Regions from separate parts of the Sus scrofa genome. Here all the other regions are linked to region 1. A link is a contact called in public Hi-C and HiChIP or PLAC-seq data. All regions are on one chromosome and are shown on one strand. Each heading gives the region's core, a stretch centred on a gene start, on an enhancer-like site or on the middle of the called end of the contact. The rest is flanking DNA. Distances are from core to core; before and after follow the strand shown.

The links. Hi-C and Micro-C count contacts between places; a contact is called where the count stands out from the background. HiChIP or PLAC-seq counts read pairs in DNA pulled down with a chosen protein or histone mark.
Region 2: a Hi-C map of skeletal muscle shows a contact between it and region 1, with 3 times the contacts expected there. The contact joins the promoter of SIX1 here to the promoter of SNAPC1 in region 1. A contact is called at or near these places in 1 of 47 Hi-C or Micro-C datasets (skeletal muscle) and 1 of 2 datasets of contacts at active chromatin or transcription factors (skeletal muscle).
Region 3: an H3K27ac HiChIP or PLAC-seq map of skeletal muscle shows a contact between it and region 1, with 3 times the contacts expected there. The contact joins the promoter of PPM1A here to the promoter of SNAPC1 in region 1. A contact is called at or near these places in 1 of 47 Hi-C or Micro-C datasets (liver) and 1 of 2 datasets of contacts at active chromatin or transcription factors (skeletal muscle).

Annotation. Positions count from the first base shown.
Region 1 is chr1:190,676,288-190,679,389 of Sscrofa11.1, reverse strand. It overlaps SNAPC1 (snRNA-activating protein complex subunit 1), which reads right to left and starts at 1,625. Exons shown (of 12, transcript XM_021062485.1): 1 at 1,545-1,625; 2 at 1-1,266.
Region 2 is chr1:189,622,598-189,625,939 of Sscrofa11.1, reverse strand. SIX1 (SIX homeobox 1) reads left to right here and starts at 1,288. Exons shown (of 2, transcript NM_001199718.1): 1 at 1,288-2,143. The coding sequence starts at 1,584. It overlaps LOC106509125 (a long non-coding RNA gene), which reads right to left and starts at 3,011. Exons shown (of 2, transcript XR_001306416.1): 1 at 2,735-3,011.
Region 3 is chr1:189,247,676-189,250,706 of Sscrofa11.1, reverse strand. PPM1A (protein phosphatase 1A) reads right to left here and starts at 1,733. Exons shown (of 6, transcript XM_021062341.1): 1 at 1,297-1,733. LOC110259569 (basic proline-rich protein-like) reads left to right here. Exons shown (of 5, transcript XM_021085056.1): 2 at 803-1,219; 3 at 1,254-1,905; 4 at 2,236-2,370.

The DNA.
Region 1 (3,102 bases), core at 376-2,875:
ATATTATCCAAAAATACACTTTAAGGATCTCTACACAAAACAGTTTTCTTATTGGACCTTGATAGCTTGTTTGGAGGTTCTAGCAGGGGAGCGTAGCTACTCATATACCCTTGACCCAAGAATGGTTCTCCTCTATCGGGGATGGTTATCCTCTTTGCCTAAACACACAGCTTCAGGAGGGACACTCGTGGAGCGATGAGGGAGGAAGGGGACACCCGCCTAGGCAGCCAGATCAGCCGAATCAATGGGGTGACAGATGTCGTAGCCAGATGGCCCTCACATCCCCAAAATAGGTTTATTCATGTTTTAACATTTCAAAGATCTCTCAAAAATATTTGACTTAACAGCGTCCTAGCCTACTTGTCAGGCTATATGTGATGTTTCTCAATTTTCAAAAATGCGTTTCCCTTTGGGATGAACATTACAGCACTGCTCCCATTTCACTAACCCCACCCTCACTCCCACCCCCTGGTCTGTGCTCCTCTGTAAAGAATCACCAGTTTATAGGGATTTATTAAGCATCCATAAAACCACAAGAGTTACAGCACTCTCCCTAAATGGCACCTCTCTTAATTAAACACAAACATAATGACTGAGGCTACAGATCAGGTTTTATTAGTTAAAAAAATTTTTTTAAAACACCTCGAGCACTTTTTTAAATGTTAAAATTTAAAGAGAAATTTTAATGTCCTACTTTTTAGGAAATTCTACTTGAAAAACCATAAACAATGAATTTTTCTGAAAAAAATACAAATAAATGTAAAATATAATCAGCTGTGGATATACAGAGGCGAGGTTTTTTTTTTTTTTTATTCTAAACAATACCAGGCTCCATACTTGACAACAAATTGCGCAATCATAACCTATTAATCACAGGAGATTAAGGCCCCAAGCTTTTCCTTTTTCCGTAAACTCACCTCCCTTCTGTCCAACAAGATTATCTTCTCCCAAAGGATTCTCAATAGCCGGCTTTGATAAAGTGCAGACACACAATGAATTCAAACAACTGAAGCAAAAAAAATCCCAAACCAAAAGAAAACCAACAAAAAATAAAACCCACCTGAGGCGGCTAAAGTTTCCATTTACTTAAATCTGGCATATCTCAAAGTGCTTTAAATAAACAAAGTCTTTGAGCGCCTTAAAAATGTTCAAATAAACCCACAGCTTCTCTGTTTTTGACAGACTTGGTCGATGAGGACTAATTTAAAAAAAAAACTGTTACACCGATGCCCAATCTGCTAGGCGACCCGTCGGTATTTTTCTGTCCTGCAGGGCACAGATTCACATTGCAATGCACTTGCCTGGGAGCATTTGCCAAGCACACTTCCCGTCCCAAAAATCTCCCCGCGTTCCCCGCCCCCCAACCCAACATCCCAAACCACCAAGTTTGGGGAAGGGCAGACAGCAGAAGCCGACAAGACACGGAAGACAAAGGGCAGTGCGGGGCCCGCGCCCCCGCCCGCGCGCGCGCATCCCCAGGCCGGGCGGTGGCGCCTCCACATGCGCTCGCACACGTAGGCGGGAGCCGGGAGCAACAGACCTACCCGCCGCCAGGGCCGCCTCGTGCCGGCCTCACTCCTGGGCCGCAGGCCGCGGGCGGGGCCGGGGCTGCGGTGCTGCGCTCCGGCACGTACCGGGGCGGGGCCAGCAGCGCGGCGGGCGGGGTTTGGGGAAGTTTCTCCCCGAGGCTCCCGTTTCACATCCTTATCATGTAGGCACCCGGGCGCCGGGGACAGAAGGGGTGGCCGGTCCCTTCCGTATCCTTGCTATTTTCCCTGCTGAGGGTCTGACCACTGCCGCTCTCAGGCACCTGTCTTTCCTCTCCGTCCCGGAATGGAGCCAAGACAAGGGAATAAAAGAAATTAAATAGTACAAGGAGATCGGGTGTCTGAGCAGCGTCTTGGATAAAACCATCCACTACAGGTAAGAATAAAAATTATGTCCAAACCTCTGAAAGGTGTGAACACAACAAAGCTCCAGAAGGCGTTCATAGGAATGTTTTTGGTAAGGTGTAAGCGTTTATCTTACAGGGAGGCTATTTCATATCAAATTCTACAGATTGGACTAATTCTCTGTAAAATGATCTGGGACAACAGGTTCAGCGCTATTTAAAGGGATGAAATATGAGCAAAGTGGTTAGTCGTAGACTTAAAAAAAAAACACCCGAGTAAAATTTTTTTCTTTACATTTTTGTAGTTCCAGCTAGCAACATGTTTGCAAAACTTTTATTTAACCGAATCCCTTTGCCTTAAAAAAAAATTCATATTTTTTGCAACTTGTTTTTGACGTTACTAGGTTAGAAATGTGAACTTTTAGAATGTTTACGTTTCCACAAAGCAAATAATTTTAAGTTCATCTTTTTATGTATTTTTGAGGTTATAGGAGAAAACCAAGATTTAGGCAGTTGTAATACAAACTTAAATATATGCCATGCTGGCAGAACCATACCATATATTCATATAGCCTTTTATAGTTCATCTACATACTTTTCATCCACCATCTCATTTACCTGTGAGTAAATAATTTACCTTTCCATAATCAGACACCCGAATCTCTAGGTCAAACTCAAACCCACTAAATAGCACCAGAATACCACTTGTATTCATTTTCATAGATGCCTTCCATTCCTCTCATTGAACCTCTCATTGTCCTCTATGACTTCATTACTGTCAAGGGACACCTGCCCTCAGTTCCCTACTCCCTGATTGCTTTCTCCTAGTTGCCATTTAAGCAATTAATCGGGAAAAGGGCAGGTTCTCCCAGACCGGGTACACCCCACCAGTTCAGACGCTCTGAAATCCCTGGGAGGCCACCTCTCCAAGACAGTTTACTCATCTACAAAATGAGAAACAGGTACGAATTCATAGGGGTTTTCCAAAGATTGTGCCATAACATGCAAAATGTTTAGCACAAAGTCCAGCATCTAAATGAAATGTTAGATTCATTTAAACTTATCTAGCAGTTAAAAAAGTTAATATTGTGGCTTAGAAAAAAGGAACAAAAATGCTTGAACTCCTTTGCTATACTTTCTTCAGATGTGAAGACAGTACTATGGTCATTCACTCACAGGAAGGGAGACGACCTATCACAGGACTCTAATTT
Region 2 (3,342 bases), core at 39-2,538, 1.1 Mb after region 1:
GTCTCAGCTACTGACAATAGATTATCTTTGTTTAGAGATGCTAATTGTTTTCAAAATCTTTTTAATAATTGCTTTGGAACAAGGTGTGCAAATGAGGCTTAAAATAATTACAGTTTTACTAAGCATTCTCTACACAAACACAAAATAACAGATGATGGGACTGAAATTGTAGGACATCTCTCATTCTCTGGCAGTAAAATAGGCCAGCATTGCAATCTACACACACACACACACACACACACACACACACACACACACTTCTTTATTTAATCTTCTTGGAGCCACTGTCCTCCTCCCTTTGAGGGCAGTGTCCCTCTCAGAACAGGGCAAGGATTATATTACAACCGGAGGGCTATTGGAGCCGGACACAGTTTTATTTAATTTACACCCCATCCAGCGCCTTTCGTGTGAAGTTCCCAGGGCATTTTTGCTAATAGCAAGTAAAGCTTCTCGGCATTCCTCAGTAGCAGAGGTGGCCTCGGAAAATGCAACTGCTCAGATGTGGAAACTGAGCCCAGAGGCCTGCCGACTTAAAGCATAGAATATTAAGATACCGAATCACAAATGAACCCTCAGCAATTGCTCAGCCACTATGCTCTAAACAGCTCTTTGCGCTGTCCCAAATAGTAGCGGCCTTTTGAGAACATGAGAAGTACTCTGCAGTTGGGAGTATTCAAGTCCTTTGGAGGGCGGTGGGGGCAGGAGGGAAGAGAGGAGAAATTAGGTTTGGCTCCTAGAGCTGAAGCCATTCTTCCAGCGGCTGCAGTCCGGAGCACTGATCTGCTTGCTCTTGTATTATTTATCGCGTTCTCTAAGCTATTCATCAATCCATTACTTATTCATTCCAACATTAAGGTAATTAAATATGAGCTCACCGGGAAAGGGCGAGTCTGCAAGGGACGGGGACAGGGGTACAGAGGAAGAGAAGGGGAATATGAAGGTCTGGAGTCATTGATTTGTGCAGAGATGAGAGCGGCTGCCCTTAGATGACACTGCAGAGGGGGCTCACGTTGCAGGGTCCTGACGTACTCACCCACTCCCACCGCCCCCGGTCCCCGCGAAGCGCCTCTCCCTCTTCCCTCCCCATCTCGCTTCCCACCTCTCGCGGTCCCACTCCTCCCACCACTCCCCACCCGCCCCCGCTCCACAGCTTCGCCCTCCCCGCGCGGGGCGGCGGGGCCTCGCGGCCCGGCCAGGCGGCGAGCAGGCTGGCCAGCCCCGGATAGGCGCCGCCCGCAGCCAATCAGCGCGCCGGGGACACTGCGCGCTTTAAGGCAGCTGCGGGTAGAACAGAAACCAAGTTCCCCGGCAACGAGCAGCATCCACCCGGCGGGAGACCGAAGCCTGAGAGGCCCGAAAAGCTGCGGAGTGAGCCGGCCGCTCCCTGTCCAGTGCGCGCCCTACTCATTTTCTTCTTTGGCCGGTCGTCCCCAAGTCTTGACTTGTCTTTCCGCCTGCATAAAGCCTCGGGAGGGGGTTAGGAGCAGCCGCGCCCCCCCCTCCCAGCGGCTGCCGCCCCCGGCTTTTTCGGCTCTGCTCCCTGCCGCGTGCGCTCCGGCAGTGCGCTTCGGCAGGCCCCAGCCATGTCGATGCTGCCATCGTTCGGCTTCACACAGGAGCAAGTGGCTTGCGTGTGCGAGGTTCTGCAACAAGGTGGGAACCTGGAGCGCCTGGGCAGGTTCCTGTGGTCGCTGCCAGCCTGCGACCACCTGCACAAGAACGAAAGTGTGCTCAAGGCCAAGGCGGTGGTCGCCTTCCACCGCGGCAACTTCCGCGAGCTTTACAAGATCCTGGAGAGCCACCAGTTCTCGCCTCACAACCACCCCAAGCTGCAACAACTGTGGCTGAAGGCGCACTACGTGGAGGCTGAGAAGTTGCGCGGTCGGCCCCTGGGCGCGGTGGGCAAATATCGGGTGCGCCGAAAATTCCCGTTGCCGCGCACTATCTGGGACGGCGAAGAGACCAGCTACTGCTTCAAGGAGAAGTCGCGGGGCGTGTTGCGGGAGTGGTACGCCCATAACCCCTACCCCTCGCCGCGTGAGAAGCGGGAGCTGGCCGAGGCCACCGGCCTCACCACCACCCAGGTCAGCAACTGGTTCAAGAACCGAAGGCAACGAGACCGGGCCGCCGAGGCCAAGGAAAGGTACGGGGTGTGATTCCTGACAATCAGGGGACCCGGGGAAGTCTTCCTTCCTCTCCCTCTCCGCCTCTTCCCGCCCACCCCCCTCCCCGCCCCAGGCACCAGCCACCGCAAAGGTCCCTGCTGCCTGAGCCAGTCCGCGGGGCGGCGCCCGGGCCTCCGCGGCCCTGCGGCGAAAGTTCATGAACTCTGAGATCGCTTGCTCGGGATGGGGGGCTCCTCTGATTTGAGCATCCGCGCGTGGGTTTCCTGGGATGTGAGTGTCGGGAAATGTTGGCGCTAGGTTTGTTTTTCATGCCTCCCAGGCTGGCGGGGGCCAGGAGTGACGGGTCGAGAATGGGTTTCTAGATAAATTAGAAAGGAAGGTGTGATCTTGAGGAAAGGGATTCAGTAGGGAGGGAGGATCTCGAGCCTTTTTCCTCTTGCTCCCCGGAGGAGTGGAGCTGGCTGAAACTTTTGTTCGGTCTCCCCTCCCGCCTCGTCCTGCACTCGCTCTCTCCTTGTAGTCTTTTGGGCCAGAGGTCGCTTCATCCCGCACTAATTGTACAAAAGGAGGAATCTTTCAAAAGAAATCAAGAGTTTGGGGCGAGTTACCGTTGCATGTACTCCCAGGCGCCTCAAGCCCAGAATGGATCGCTCCTCGCTGGCTTCCTCGCCGGTGGCCAGGCGGCGGGCGCAGCAAGTCTGTCCGCTGTCCTCGCCGCTGCCGCCCCAGGCGAGGCAGGGATGCCCAGTTTCATACTTCTCTCGCCCTGGAGCTCAGAGGGCAATCTTTTCTTTATCTGTCTCTGCCTCTGCCCTCCTCGCGCCAGCATCCCGGCCACCTGGCCGGGCTCCAGCCGGGTGTTGTCGCTTCCGACCGAGGCTCGAGGTTCGGAGGAGCGTGGGGGAGGCGGCGGTGGGGAGAGCACTCCGGGGAGCCGAGCAGGTTGCGCGAAACCTGAGCGCCCGGGTCGGCCGGGTTTCTTTTGTTCGCCTCAGAGCCTGGGGGCCGAAGATGTTGCCGCCCTGCTCCCCTCTGGGCGGAAAAGCCAAGTCTGGATAAATTCAACTGAAATAGGCTTTCTGGGAGAGAGAGAGACTGCGACCGGTGGGGAGGGAGTGGGAGAGACCGCAGGCCCGGGAGTGGGGAGGAGGCCGAGCGCTCTTAAGGTAAAAGCGGCGAGAGCCCTAGAGCCCTGGTTTACCAGCACCCAGCGCCC
Region 3 (3,031 bases), core at 484-2,983, 1.4 Mb after region 1:
GAAAAGGCCCAATATGTAAAAAGATAAATATATAAAAGTGAAGTTGTTCGAGTTAAATAGCAGTTGGAGAGCAAGCCCTGCTGGATTCCGGAGAGCTCTGGGACCCCTAAAGGTTCAGCAGAGCACTGTTAAATCAACCCTCTGACTCTTCAGAGCTCTTTGCACCTAAAAAGCAGTTGTGTTTAAAATCACAACGTGCAAGTTTGAAATGATTAAGCCTTTTTCCTCAAAATATTTTTAAATTTCTAATTTTCTTCAATAATGTCAAAATCATTTACTTTGAGAAAATAATAACATAGATTTTTTTACATTGCCCATACTCTTCCAATCACTTCACTTAAAATGCATTCGGCTCATTACACCAATCAGCAGGAAATTTAGGGTTGGGGTGGACAGGGCGAATAGCTTTCTTGGCTTGGACAACTTAAGTACGACCTTTGTAAATTTTTAAGTACCATGCGGTGCTTGAGGAAAAAAAAAGAAATACCTCAAGCGATGAAATTTTCAAAACATATCTAAAACCGCTGTTGGTAGAGGCCCTCCAGAGCCAGCAGTCTTTCAAGAAAATATTAAAAATCTACAAGCAGAAAAGTATCATACCTCGACCAAACTCTAGCATCAAGAACTTTTACTCACACAATTAACACGGTTTAAAAGACGAAAAGAAATCAGTACCATTTACTTCAATGAATTTGTTCAATGCTTTAGGAATGAATGAATTGGAGGTATCACTGACTTGAGTTCTAAAAAAGCCTCACTCTAAGCTCTACCCTCTATAAAACCTGAAGCAAAAACTCTCCAGAATTTGGTGTTTCAAGGCCAAGTCCGGTCCAAAGGAAGCTTCTCCTCTTCTTTCTCGCGGCCTCCCTCCAGGGGCTGGAGCCCGGGGTGGCCGGGCGGTTGGGGGCGCCGTACGCCCCCTCCCCGCTCAGGGAAAGTTCCGCGGGTTCATCTCCGGTCGGGGCAGGCCTGGCCCGCCGACGGCCCTACCCGGCCGAGCGGCCGCAAACACCCCGCCCGGCATCTGCACCCGGAGGGTCGCGCCCCCTCCCCGCGCAGCCGCCACAAACACCCCGCCCCCGCCTGCCCGCCACCGCCCTCGCAGAACGTTAACCCCTCGTAGTCCGCCGCCCGGCTCGGGGGAGGAGGCCGGGCCAGGGGGTGGAGTTGTCGCGTCTCCTCCCGGGAGCGCCCGGGCAGACGCCCGGCTTGTTTACAGGCCCCAGGCTTTAGGCCTGGCCGCTGCCGCGCAGGCCCGCGCCGCCCGCCCGCCCTCGGCCCCAGCGTCGCGCTTACCCGGAGCAGCCGCGGGCAGGCAGGTCCCTGGTCGGCCGAGGCTGCGGCGGCCGGGGAGGGGGCGGGAAGGGGGTCACCGCGGCGGCGGCCGGCCAGGTCAGGCCGGGGAGGGGGCGGAGGAGGGGAGGAGCCGGGCTGCGTCCGGGCCCCCGGCTCTCGGCGCCCTCGCGGCTCAGATCATCCGGGCGTTGGAGCGGGAGGCGGAGAGCGGGTCCCGGAGGAGGAGGAGGAAGAGCCGAAGATTCATCGCTTACGCACCCCACCTGCCTTAGCGCCCCCCCACCCCCCTCCCCAACCACCGGCTGCCGAGCTGCCGCTGCCGGAGCACCCGAAGCTGCGGGCCGGGCCAGTGCGGAGACCACAGCTCCCTCGCTCCCGCGCGCGCTCCCGCCCCTAGCGCCGCCGCCGCCGCCGCCGCCTCCAGCGCGTCCCCGCGCAGGCGCGCTCACGACGGTGCCGTACTACCCCTCCCCCACGCCTCCGCCTGCCACGCTCCGCCCCGTGGGCTCAGAGGCCCCTACAGCTGCGGCGCGGCGGAGCAGCTGGAGAGACCCGGATGTCGTTGGGCAGGAACTGCAGCGCGCGCTGGCTAACGGGGGAGGGGTGCAGGTGATGTCACTGCCCTACCCAGCTTCTCTCGTAGCAGTGGCCTCGCCGCCCGGCCCCTAGGCAGAGCCACAAACGAGCGTCCGAATCCCGGAACGGAACCGGGACATGGGGCTTCCTGCCCTGGCCCTGGGGACTGGACAGAGGTGTGACTGTATGAGCCTCAGGAATGGGGATACTCTCCGAGCCCGGACTCGGCATCCCCCCTAGGGCGTCCGCGCCTCCTTTCGCTGGGCTACCGTCTGTCTGCAGATAGATACCCCATTCCCGGGGAAGACGCAGTCTACAGAGGCCGAGGACCGACCTTGTGCTGTCGACTTCTCTCCCTTACAGTTGCGGCCTGATCGCGGCCTAGCTGCTGCGGCTCTAAGGCATGCTTGTTGTCAGGCCACCGCCAGATCCCTCTCCCTCAAGCCTCCACACTTCCGGAGCCATCCTTGCCCCAGCGACCTCGGGAGACCTACGCAGGTGCTCTAGCCACACATCTCGGGTCCCAAAGGGCAGCAACACTCTCACCCTACTACCACCCACCCACACGCGAGTGCCCCTGATACACGCACAAGGCACATGCTCTGAGTTTCTGGTGGTTTTTCGTCTGTAGCTCGTGGGGTTCCACATTGTATTTATTTGCACTTATTAGACAGTCACGTGATTCTGTCACAGGGGACATCCAACCACCTCCAGTGAGGTTAAAGGAACGAAGGATTTTTCAAAATCTGGAGGATTATCAAAAATGTGGCAGCTGCTGCTATGAAAATTTAGAGATCTGTTAAACCCAGTTGCACGTGCAGGTGGCCAGAATCCAGTTTAGCTAGCTAGACTGCAGACAACCCGACCCACGCCGTTTGCAGACGCCAGGGATACAATGACAAACCCTAGGCGGCCAATGAATCAGAACTGGAGAGCAGTACATCACCAGCAGGGTTTCCCATTGGCTGGGATGCTTTCCCTCTCTTGTCAGAGGTTTAACCTGCTCAGGGATTTGACTTATACCACATTTCCAGGCACAGAAGTTTAAAAGAAAAATCAGTGTTTAAAAAAGATGCTCTTGGGAGTTCCCTGGTGGCCTAGGGGTTAAGGATCGGGTGTTGTCACTGCTGTGGCACGGTTTTAATCCTTGGCCCAGGAA